Linked DNA regions of Rattus norvegicus: region 1 is linked to region 2. The links are chromatin contacts, called in public Hi-C maps. All regions are on one chromosome and are shown on one strand. The core of a region is the stretch at or near the end of the contact, and the rest is flanking DNA. Distances in the headings are between cores, read along the strand shown.

Region 1 (2,700 bases), core at 79-2,578, 41 kb after region 2:
CATGGTGGTGGCCAGGGCCTGGGGAAGACAACGGCGATGGCTGGTTGGCACCGTAAGGGTGTGACTGCTGGAAAACCGCACACCTAGGATGAGGGGTGGCATTACGCCCTGTGTATCACAGGGCATGTGACAAGTTCAGCTATTTCACATTAAATGTGGCTCCATATCTTTGTGGGACCCCAGTAGGAGAGCAGTGGGGCTCTCTCCCTTCAGCTATTTAAACATTTGATTCCTTTGTTGTAAGCAAATAGTGACACTTTTAGGGTTCAACCATCAAAACAATACAAAATAATATAGAATAAGAATCTGACCCCTGCATCTGCCGCCCGTCTGCTGTTCTCACCCCACCCCCACAGACAAATCCTTCTGTCAGCTTCCTGTGAGTCTTCCCAGCCATGTTTATGCAGATGCAAACAGATAGGACTGGCTTCCCTTTCATCTCTCTTTCATTTGTAGTAGGTTTTGTCTCTGCTTTGATCACTTAATGATGTGTCTGTCAGCTACTTCCAAAGCTGCAGACAGAAGCTGGCTCCTCACCCGGATACCCCTCTCCCCCAAGCCCTTATGCCTCAGTACCTCCTCTTTTTACTGTCGGACTCTGGGGAGATTAGAATTCAGCCCACCATGCTCTGCCAGGATCCACAGGCACAGAGGAGCTGCTGATAAAGGGGTGGGACCAACAAAAGGATGTGTTTTGGGGCTTGTCTTGGGTTCAGAATGTACGTGGGCACTTCAGAGTGTTTTAAAGATGGTGAACTGAGTGGAGAATCAGGATGGCAAGATGAACAAGATCCAGAGACTCGGGGATCTTTTTAAAAGATTTGTTTTCATTTATGTATATGTGTGGGTATGGATGTGTTCAAAGGGGGTTACCACACAGGTCAGTAGAGGGTGTTGGATCCACTGGAGCTGGAGTGACAGGTGGCTTGTGAGCCGCCCAACAGAGATGCTGGGAGCTGAACTTGGGTCTTCTATACAAGCATCAAGTGCTGTTAACTGCTGAGCCATTTCTCTAGCCTTGAGTTCACAGCCTTGTTGGGGTAAAATGGGTAATCTTGACTGTCAGGAACTAGAGGCTTGTCTTTGGATGTGTTTGAGGGATTTTCCAGAGAGGTTTGAATGAGGAAGGAAACTCACCCTGAATCTGAGTGGCACCATCCCAAGGGTTGGGACATGACAGTGACTTAAAGGAGAATGGGGGAGGGCACTGGGGAGAGGGCTCAGCCATTAAGGGCACAGGCTGCTCTTTCAGAGGACCTTGGTTCAATTTCCAGCATCCACATGGCAGCTCACAACTGTTGGTAACTTCAGTTCCAGAGGGATCTAAAGCCTTCTTCTAGCCTCTGTGGTCACCAGGCCCACACGCGCGCGGTACACAGACACATAGATACAAAACAGACAACTTTTTGAAAGGGAGAAATCCAGTACGGTACCAGGTCTCATCTCTTGCTGCTTCCTGGCAGCGAACGCAGTGTGTCTGGCTGCCTCGTATTTTGTTTGTCACTTGACCCCCCCACCACCATCATGGACCACAGCCTCAAACTGTCAGCCCGAATGACCCCTACCTTCTGTCAGTTGCTTTACGTCAGATACTTGGTCACAGCGTCAAAGAGGAAAATGAAGCATGGTGAACAGTTGTAAGGGTGGAGAGTGACGCTGGGTAGGCTCATCACATAGTTAAGCTGCTTATGCTTGCCCTCAGGCGAGCAATAATCCGGCCTCTCCCTTTCAGAGTTACTGTGCAGATTAAATACCACCCCACAAAAGCCTGGCACAGAGTAAGCGCTCAAGCCTGTAGAACATTTAGCTTTTTAAACTTTATGGTCGTATGGAGGCATCACCTCCTGAGAGGCACCGCACTCAGAGCGATCTTTCCAGGTTGATGCTGTGCGTTACGGAGCTCCCTTGTGAGGCTGGGCAGCGCAGTGAGCTACAGGTCCAGCCAGTTTCTGGATGGTCATGGTGAAGGCTTGCTCTCCGCAGCTGAAACGATGCTGACTTTGGATACCAGGTAGGTTAAGTGCATTAATACATTTTTAAAAATTTTTTTTATTGATTCTTTTACTTTGCATTTTCACCTACAGAGAGCTCGTCAATACACTCTTGGTCTTTGCTAAGAATTCATTTGCTTGTTTAGTGTGTGTGGAAGTCAGAGGACAACCTGTGAGAGTCTGGATCAAATCCAGGCCATCAGGTTTGGTGGCAAGCACCTTTACTTGCTGAACCATATTGCTGGCCCCCCAAACCTTAGATATTTTCAATATATGATGTTATTATTTTTTTTTTAGGAAGAACTCCATTGTAAGTGGAGAAGGATTTATGTTATCACTTTGGGGGCAAGGACACAGGGAAGATTGCAGGGAGGGAGAACCAAAGTTGGGTTTTTTAAGATTGCAGGGAGGGAGAACCAAAGTTGGGTTTTTTAAGCTTACAGGATGGAGAAGAGGGAATAGCACAGCCCAACAAGGAAGGTCCAGGGTCTCCTCTCTTGCCTGGATGGGACTTGCCCAAAGCTAAACATGCTGGAGTGCAGCTATGCTCCCTGCTCCACTCGGCCAGACTCTGAGTCCAGTGCTCCAAATGAGTGCCATCTCTCTCAGGACGCGCTCCTACGGTGGGCCTGGTGTGCAATGTCCTCTGAATGAAGGCAATGAAGGCAGATTTTATGATGCCCAAGGCTCAGAGGAGCAACACGCTCTG
Region 2 (2,700 bases), core at 89-2,588:
ACAGCCCAAGCCTTTTCCTTTTTAAAGTTTCGGGAATGGTCCATTTCACTTTTACTCGGGCTCTTTCCAGTGTGAGTGTATAGATGTTAACCATTAGGAAGGAGAAAGCCAGAGCTATAACAGATCGCCCCAGGAATTCTGGATCCCCCAGCTTGCTTGTCAGGTAAAAGCACAGATTCAGAGTTGGACTGCCTGGGATTGAATCCTGGGTCACCCACCATAGACACTCTTCACTCCCCCCTCTCATCTCTCTCTCTCTCTCTCTCTCTCTCTCTCTCTCTCTCTCTCTCTCTCTGTGTGTGTGTGTGTGTGTGTGTGTGTGTGTGTATGTGTGTGTGTCTGTATAAAGAGGTTTAACAGAGAAGGGAAGACTCCCCTGTTAAAGAAGGGGCCAGGACCCCAAATCCTTTTTGAGGTCATACCACCAACAAGATAAGGTTCTTTTATAAGACTCAGACTGATCTTTTCTTTCCTTTTCCTTCCTTCCTTCCTTCCTTCCTTCCTTCCTTCCTTCCTTCCTTCCTTCCTTGTAAATGAGTACACTGTAGCTGTCTTCAGACACACCAGAAGAGGGCATCATGTGGTTGCTGGGGATTGAACTCAGGACCTGTGGAAGAGCAGTCAGTGCTCCTAACTAGAAAGACAACTAGAATGACCTTCATAGTCTTTGGGGCTGTACCTCACGCCAAGCCCTTTGCATTGATTTATCCCATAAGCATCCATAAGAACTAGACTGGGGGGATAGCTCAGTGGATAAAGTGCTTTTTTTTTTTTTTTTTGCCATGCAAACACAGACTCCAGTTTGATCTCCAGAACACGTGTAAAGAAGCCCAGTGTGATTGTCGTTTAGTGCCCTGGAGGCAGAGACAGGGAGCCCTCTCTCCAGCCTGGGAAGAACCACTTTTAATGCAGGCAGCACAATACAGTGGGTTGAGGTCCCACACTGACTTCATGGGTGGAAGAGAAAGCCCTCGAGGGCCAGCACTCATACCCTCTGCTCTTGTCTGTGATCAACTGTGACCAGTTACCTCATGCTCCGGCCATGGTGCCCGCACAGCCATCTCTGTGAGGACATGGCAGACATTTTGATTCGAGCCTTAGCTCCTGCTGGAGGGTGCTTGACACATGGATGACCTTCCACGACCTTCCTTCAGTCCCTGTCCTCGGGACTAAACAGTGGTCAATTTTCACATCTGGGTCAAATATGAGAACCAGTTTCAAGGAGGGAAGATTACTTTGGCCGGTGGCTTCTGTGGTTTCTGTCCACAGTCATGGTGATTCCATTTCTGGGCCTGAGGTGAGACAGATCACCACAGCAGAAGGGAACAGGCTGAGTCATTCACCTCCAGGTGACCTGGAATGGTCCCGTGACCTGGTATAGCTTCCAAAAGCATGCCCAGTGATCTCCTTCTGGTTGCCTCTGCCTTTTAAGATTTCCACCAACTCCCTCCCACAATGGCAAGCGCTCGGGGTCCTATGGGTACATTGTCTACAAGCATAACAGGCAAGGCCAAACATGGGTACTGACCCGTTTTCATGTAAGTCCCATGTGCTACGCTGGTTAGTTTTTCTCAACTTGACATAAACCAAACATTATCTGAGAAGAGGGAATCTCAGCTGAGGAAAAGCCTTCTCCATCGGGTTGGCCTATAGGCAAGTCTGTGCGGCATCTTCTTGACCAATGGCATTTTGGTTGGGTCCAGTCTACAGTGATCAGTGGCTATTCCTGGGCAGAGGGTTCTGAGTTGTATAAGAAAGCAGGTTGAGGGAGCCACAGGGAGCAAGCCAGTAAGCAGCACCCCTCCATGGCATCTGCTTCAGTTCATTTTTTTCAGGCTCCTATTGGAGCTTCTGTTCTGACCTCCCTTCATGATAGACTATAAGCCGTGTGTGCTGAAATCAACTCTTTCCTCTCCAAGTTGCTTTTGGTCATGGTGTTCTATCACCACAATGGAAAGTTAACAAAGACATGTGGTTAAGACTAGGGTGAGAGCTCTGGGTGGTTTCAGGCCCTGGCGGAATTTGGATAAATGGAGAAGAAGAAGGAGGAAGTGAAGGACGGCCAAGCTGGAATTAAGTCTTCCCTTGAACCTAATGTACCTCCAACTTCATTGTTGAAACAAGTTGGGTCTTTATCCACGAAGCTGGTCACTGAGACATAAAGGTGGGTTTTGACTTAGTCCTTGCCCTCAAGTGCCCTGGGTTTCATGGCACAGCACCCAGGGAAACAAGTGACAATAACCTGTGATTTGAAGGAATCAAGTCAGACTTGAGTAGAAAAGAAAGTCACTGGCTCACGTATGTCGGACAACCTGAACTGAGGCTGGACCCAGGGTCTCAGCATGCATCCTCAAGAGAGTCATGCTCTTTGTCTCTGATTTTCTGATTTTCTTTCTGTTGGTTTTACTCTTTGTCAAGCCACCCCTCGGTGGAGGCACAGGTAGCAGGCAGCTCCTGGATTCCATAGTAACATTTCAGTCATCCCAACAGGAAAGTTGTAATCCTCCACTGCTGTCATGACATCGAGACTCATCGGATGTTGTGCTGTCTTGTGTCAACCTGACTAGCACATAAACTAGACTTATCTGAAAGGAGGGAACCTCACTTGAGGAAATGCCTCTGTAAGATCTGGCTGTGGGCATTTTCTTCATCAGTGATTGATGGTGGGCGAGCCCATTGTGGCTGGTCCCATCGCTGAGC

Evidence for each region. Hi-C and Micro-C count contacts between places; a contact is called where the count stands out from the background.
Region 1: a contact with region 2 is called in a Hi-C map of liver, with 3 times the contacts expected there. The contact joins the promoter of Lnc012 here to the enhancer-like site in region 2. A contact is called at or near these places in 3 of 12 Hi-C or Micro-C datasets (frontal cortex, kidney and liver).

What each region holds. Positions count from the first base shown.
Region 1 is chr17:10,208,562-10,211,261 of GRCr8, forward strand. It overlaps Lnc012 (long non-coding RNA 012), which reads left to right and starts at 1,329. Exons shown (of 2, transcript NR_126570.2): 1 at 1,329-2,011. All of the region lies in intron 1 of LOC120097924 (a long non-coding RNA gene), which reads right to left.
Region 2 is chr17:10,167,928-10,170,627 of GRCr8, forward strand. No RefSeq gene overlaps it. Among named protein-coding and RNA genes, the nearest start is that of Thoc3, 21 kb to the left of the region's middle. Within about 2 kb of position 1,339, at least 1 of the 93 cell types and tissues checked has an H3K27ac peak or open chromatin away from gene starts, as enhancers often do. A contact at or near this core is called in liver, where this site is marked.